2 separate regions of the Mus musculus genome follow, and region 2 is linked to region 1. A link is a contact called in public promoter capture Hi-C data. All regions are on one chromosome and are shown on one strand. Each heading gives the region's core, a stretch centred on a gene start, on an enhancer-like site or on the middle of the called end of the contact. The rest is flanking DNA. Distances are from core to core; before and after follow the strand shown.

The links. Capture Hi-C pulls out chosen DNA fragments and counts their contacts.
Region 2: a contact with region 1 is called in a promoter capture Hi-C map of liver. The contact joins the promoter of Cideb here to the promoter of Irf9 in region 1. A contact is called at or near these places in 26 of 39 promoter capture datasets (the 3T3-L1 cell line, 3T3-L1-derived adipocytes, the C10 cell line and 16 more), 2 of 15 datasets of contacts at CTCF or cohesin (large pre-B cells and pro-B cells), 26 of 484 Hi-C or Micro-C datasets (B cells, the C10 cell line, CD4 T cells and 16 more), 32 of 115 datasets of contacts at active chromatin or transcription factors (the 230-238 cell line, the HPC-7 cell line, the SCID.adh cell line and 18 more) and 5 of 9 other capture datasets (adipose tissue, embryonic stem cells, liver and 2 more).

Annotation. Positions count from the first base shown.
Region 1 is chr14:55,602,213-55,605,357 of GRCm38.p6, reverse strand. Irf9 (interferon regulatory factor 9) reads right to left here and starts at 1,373. Exons shown (of 9, transcript NM_008394.3): 1 at 1,115-1,373; 2 at 126-306. The coding sequence starts at 305. It overlaps Rnf31 (ring finger protein 31), which reads right to left. Exons shown (of 21, transcript NM_194346.3): 19 at 2,659-2,755; 20 at 1,934-2,102; 21 at 1,684-1,826. The coding sequence ends at 1,773.
Region 2 is chr14:55,756,721-55,759,812 of GRCm38.p6, reverse strand. It overlaps Cideb (cell death-inducing DNA fragmentation factor, alpha subunit-like effector B), which reads left to right and starts at 1,389. Exons shown (of 5, transcript NM_009894.3): 1 at 1,389-1,561; 2 at 1,827-1,971. The coding sequence starts at 1,521. It also overlaps a transcript of Ltb4r2 not described here.

The DNA.
Region 1 (3,145 bases), core at 124-2,623:
AGTAAGCAGCCAGTTGCTTTTAACCGCTGAGCCATCTCACCAGCCCAGGTTCTACTTTCTAGTATTTCCTTTATCCAAACCCCAAACAGACAAAAGTGCTTTGGGGTGCCTTCAGGAACTCTCACCTTGAATATGGCAGCATCCTGGTCCTCTCGGAAGTCTTGCTTGCCTGCATGCTTCCAGGGAATCCGGAACATGGTCTTGGCTGCATCGTCCCAGCACACCCCTGGGAAATGGCCACTCTCCACCTGCTCCACGATCCAGCTCCGCAGCTTTCGGGTGCAGCGTACTTTGCCTGAGGCCATCCTAGGAAGAGGAAGCAAGATATATGAGAACTCTTTTCATTTCGAGACCAGACTTCACTATGTTATCCTGATTGGCCTGGGACTCACTGTATACACCAAACTGGACTTAAACTCAAGAGATCCACCTGCCTCTGAAGTGCTGGGATCAAAGATATGTGCCGCCATCATGCCCAGGGAGAACCAACAACTTGCAAACCCCTGGCCACCGGGGCCAGCTTCACGCAGAAGCCCTTCCCTGAAGACCCTTCCATGTTCTTTTCTCTCTAGAAACATCCCCAGAGGTTAAAAACTATTTCTTAAAACTTCTTTTGAATATTCCTCGTTATTACACCTGAAAGGAAACCTCAGACATTTGGTCTTGATAAGTTGAAGTGTTTCAGACATGTATTATTTAGGAGAATTCCCTTAATGACTTGTTCCTTGTGGCAGAGTTTTAGCTCCCAAGCATCTACAGAGGCAACATTTGCTCCTAAGGCATCTATCTCCCCAGCCTACTGACCTTCTCCTTACCATACCCCTCTTTGCTAGAGGGGTAGGTGGGGCAGCAGCTGGGGGCAAGGGCGGAGCTGAAGAAATGGGCAGGGCCTGAGGCAAGAAAAACAAAGGTCAACTAAGGCCTTTGTAGACCTTCCTCAACAGTTAAGTTGGCAGCCAGTCTGGCCCTGTGATATCAGTCTCTCAGGCCACATCTACTTTCAGATTCACAAGCCACTCTGACTCTCCCTGCAGCTCAGGGCTCTGGAAGCCCTCACCAGCCCCCTCTCATCGCTCCCAGTTGGTCCCCGCCGCAGACGCAGAGTTGCTCTTACCTGAGCCGCTGAAAAGGTCCCAGGCTTAGCAGGTTCTAGGCTTTTTCTGATCTCTCCTCCCCTTTCTACAGTCCCCACCCTAAGTTTCAATTCTCCTCCGGGGAGGTGCATTTCCTAGAAACCACGTGGTCTGAGTTGCAGGGCAAGCGGTTACCACCAGAGGGAAGCAGCCTCAGTCAGCAGTAGCACCTTGGGCCTGTGGCTCTGTGAGACTCCTCCTTCCTCCCAGAACTACGCCCCGTGTCTGGTTCCCAGGAAGGTTATCTCCAGATCAGACCCGGAGGCTGATGTGTGCTCCCCAACCGTGTCTGCTTGGTAAATGTTAGGTTATTCTCACAGAGCAGCCGAAGTCAATGATGGGAAAAGAGGACGCTGAGCCCAAGCCAGGTGGCTAGATGTGGAGGGTCTCTGTTGTTCCTCCGCGGTGTTTCACATCTTCCCAGCCAGGAAGGAGTCCAGGGGTGGTTGGATTACGGTAGGCTGCCCTTCCAACAGGATTCTGTCCCTCTCCCCCCTCCCTTTCCCTAATGCCCCGGGATGCTGAGGCCAGGAAGAAGGACCACCAAGAAGCCTAGGCCATAAGATGCCTCTTTATTGGTGCTGGAACTGCTGCTGAGGCCTGGGTCAGGAAGTCCCATCAGGACCCGGCTCTCTGCTACTACTTTCTTCTGCGGGCAATACTCTGTCCCAAGGGTACCTCTTCTCTCAGCTTCTGCAAAGGACAGAGGATAATGATATTGGAAACCTGCAGTGGAGAAAATAGGCTGTCACAGGTGACTTTTGGAAGGGCAGGGAAAAAGCTGGATGTGACAGCTTTACCTGTAATAGCCGGGCCTGGTAAGCAGGCAGATCCTCTCCATCCGCGGGCTGAGGAGCTAAATGTAGGTAGCGAATAGTGGCTGTCTCCAGCTCCTCCACTTCATACAAGGTAGCTGGGTCCAGTGAATGGGCATTGATGAGGCTCACGAGATACTCTTTGTAGTGTGCCCTGGGGAGATGAGAGAGCAGAGTATTTATTCTTCCGTTTGATATTAACCACATGCGCCCAACACCTTGTTTTTATTGTGTTATGTTGTACGCACTCACTGGCACTCCCTGTCTCGGTGAACATATGCAAGATGGAGGGCAACGTGTGAGTTGGTCTTCTCCTTTCACCGTGTGGATTTGGGGGACAGAACTCTGGTCCCCCTACTCGGCACTAAGTACCTTTTCCAACACACACAGTTGTCTCACTGGACCACACTGGGATTTTGTTGTTGTTTTGAGACAGTGTTGCTCTATGCAAATGGCCCTGGCCGTCCTGGACACATTGGGATTCTTATTGAGCAAAACCATTAGCCCCTCTGCCTGCTAAACTTGCAGGCAGTGTCAGTCAGTCTCTTATGCTGCCTGCCACTACCCATCTGCACACTTGGCCAGGGGGCCCCCTCTCTTGCTCCCTCCTACTGTGTGAAGGACCAAATGGCCCCAGAGACCTCAGCTTACTGCCTGGGCAGCCTAGCCCTGCTCCCAATGCCACGCTCCATGCGCTGGCAGGCACTCACTGACATAGGCCGGCATAGCCAGGTGGAGTTTCCTTGCCGCAAGCTTCATCCCTGAACCCACTATGGACCTCCTTCTGCTCCATCACTCTGCAGCCCCCTAAGAGGAAGGAAGGAATACGTGTTGGAAGGGGGCTCTGAGCCCAGGGCATCCTGCTTGAGCAGGAGCAGCTGGAGATGGTTTCAGAGGCACAATGACTGATGAAGGCACAATGAAGATCTTGCTGCCCTGCTTTTTACAAAAGTGGAATATGGTCCATAATCACATACTGTTTGTGTGTGTGTGTATATTTATGTAGCTATGACTGGCCCGTCACATGCTTTTAAAACTGCACTCCTGGCTGTTATTTAGCTCCTGCATAGCCAACCACCTTTCTACCTAGAAGGCAAGCAGGGTAGGTTAGAGCCGTACTCAACATCTTTTGTGACCGGCACAGAACCTAAAACTGTAGCCTAAAAACCCAAAACAACCGGCAGGTATCATTAACTA
Region 2 (3,092 bases), core at 140-2,639, 150 kb before region 1:
CTTAAAGGGGTACATGGGTTGTAATCCTGGTGTTGGCAGATGGAAACAAGTGGGTTTCTAGGGCTCACTGGCCAATGATCCTAACCAGCACAGCAATTTCCAGGCCTATTGAAGACCTTGTCTAAAAGAAAGAAAGAAAGAAAGAAAGAAAGAAAGAAAGAAAGAAAGAAAGAAAGAAAGAAAGAAAGAAAGAAAGAAAGAAAGAAAGGAAGGGAGAGAGAGAGAGAGAGAGAGAGAGAGAAGGGAGGGAGGGAGGGAGGAAGGAAGGAAGGAAGGAGGAAGGAAGGAAGAAAGAAAGAAAGAAAGAAAGAGAGAGAGAGAGAAGGGAGGGAGGGAGGGAGGAAGGAAGGAAGGAGGAAGGAAGGAAGGAAGGAAGGAAGGAAGAAAGAAAGAAAGAAAGAAAGAAAGAAAGAAAGAAAGAAAGAAAGAAAGAAAGAGAGAGAGAAAGGAAGGAAGGAAGAAAAGAAAAAGAAAGATAAAAAGAAAATAAAGAAAAAGTTGTTACCCGAGGAACAATATCCAAGTCCTCCAGCTTCCATATGCATGTGTTCTCTCTCTCTCTGTCTCTCTCTCTGTGCTAAAGGCTAAAGTCCTGACACTCCTCTGATTAGTGTAGTGGGGATCATAGCTGGAGATACATTTTGGGGGTGAGGGGTGGTCTTTTGAGACAGGGTTTCTCTGTGCAGTCCTGACTGTCCTGGAACTCACTCTGTAGGACAGGCTGGCCTCGAACTCAAGAGATCCACCCATCTCTGCCTCCCAAGTGCTGGGATTAAAGGTGTGCGCCACCACTGCCCTGCTGGAGATACATTTTTAATTAGCAAACCAAAAAAGATGAGAGTAGTGTTGGCTCATAGACACTGAAGCAGGCATTTCAAGAGAATAAAGCCAGAAAGAAAAAATGTTTAGCCAATCCTTCTCCAACCAAAGAGCGGATACGCAGGAAGGCCAGGGTTCCAGAAAGGATCCTGGTGATGCTGGTTCTGTAGATCAGAATCCAGTCTCTCATCAGACACAGTGTCCCTCCTTTCATAGTCTCCAAGTCTCTTCAGCACATTTAGCCCAGGCTTTTCCAAAGACTGAAGTTTATAACTTTCCAGTAGGTGGCGGCAGTCAGCAGGGCTCACATGGAATGTTCCATCTCTGGGATTGTGGGCCAGAAACTGTTCTAACGCTGTTCTAATAGGAAGATGAGTTCAAGGTGGCCAGTGTGGACTATAAAGTAAAACTGTATTTGGATGAGGGGGCGGCGGATCAAATATCTAACTTCATCCTTCACATCTCTAAAGAGACACAAACGGCGGACTTTGGTTACTTCTACCACTTCACATAGGCTCCTCCTCCTACCCTCTTCGACTTTGTCCCTCTTACTGACCAGGCAAGGGGGTCAGAGTCCACGCTTGACTCACCTCTCACTTTACCAGGGCTAAGATCTCAGCTTTATACAAAAAAGCAAGAACAACAGAGAAGCACCCAGCCCCAAAGCAACAGGGAGAGAGTCACCTCCCCCATCCCTCTGCATGGAGTACCTTTCAGCCTTCAACCCCAATGGCCTGCTAAGGTGATGTCTAACCCTTGCCTCTATATGTCAACCCTAGGGATATGGGCAGACAAGGCAAAACAGCCCAGGAAGACTCACTTCCCTATCTCCTCTACAGATTTCTCTCTTTTTCCCTCTGACTCTTAAATTACTATTTTGTTCTCCCTCTAAGTCTCTCCTTTGGATCTGTAAACCTAGACCCTCTAGCTACCCCACCCCCCACCATTATCAACAAGTTTGCCAACCCCCCCCCCCTCCTTACTCCTGTTTTGTTTCCAACCATCAGGTCAGTATCCACTGTGAGCTCGGAGTTAAGCCGTAGGGTCTGGAACTCAGCTCCTCCACCTCAGCGACCCTTCCGTGTCTGTGATCATAAGCGGACAGTCCGGAAAGGACTGACAGCTGCCAGCCTCCAAGAACTGCTAGATAAGGTAAGTGGTCAAACTTCTGGGTTCCTAGAACAAGGAAGCCATGGGACTCATGATAGTGGGGTCAGGGAGCAGGAAGTGTGCAGGCTCCATGATTGCCACACCTTCAGAGGTCGAAGAAACAGTAAGCCAGTGACCTGTTTGCATTTGAGTAAATTAGTCTCTGAGTAGTAGGCTTTCTTTGGCAGAGGAACAGTAGGTAACAAGGGCTGGAGAGATGGGCTCAGAAGTCATGGCAACTTGTATGTCTTTTCATAGTGCTAGGAATCAAAACTCTAGGCGAGGGCTCTGCCACCGATTTAAATTCCCAGCCCTTGATTTCTATGAAAAAGCCAATTTCAAATCCTGTTTCTGCCACTTGTTAGCTGTCAAACAATGGGAAAATATTCAACCTATCAAAACCTATTGTTTTGTTTTTCAAACAGGCTCTCACTTTTTAGCTCAGGCTGACCTTGAACTCAAGAATAGAATCCTCTTGCTTCAGGCTTCCAAACACTGAGATTAAAGACGCATGCCTCAAAACCTAAAAAAACTCTTTCAATGTTGGGCATCAAAGCCAGGTCTTTCAGCAGACTGGGCAAACAATTTCTTCTGAAGCGCAGCTCCAGCCTTCAGTTTGTCTACACAAGGGTCGAATAAACTGTCTTTTACAATTACTGAATAAATGGAAAGTCCTTATAGTTGACAGACATGGACAGGGGATGTATCTCAGCTTTTATCTTTTTAATGAGGTCAGTCAACAGACAACTGGAGCAGATGTTTATTTAACAATCTAGTTAGTAAAGCTAAGCAGAATCCTCTGGAGATTAGAGTGGCCTGCCCTAAGGAGGGAAGCAGCCCGAGGTGTGTTGTGCTAGGTGACTTGAGGTTAGGTGGCTTTCTTCCCCAAATCACAGTGGACTGGGCCTGCCTTTTGGAGTATTTTCTCATGTGGTCCCTACGAAAAGAGGTGAGGGAAAGGAGAGAGAGCCCAGCAGTGAAGAGCATGCACTGCTCTTCCAGAGACCCAGGTTGAGTTTCCCAGCACCTACCTGGTGGCTCACAACCACGTAACGCCAGCTCCAGAGAATCCAATGCCCTCTTCTCCACACATTCACATAAGCATAGTTCCCATAAACATTTAA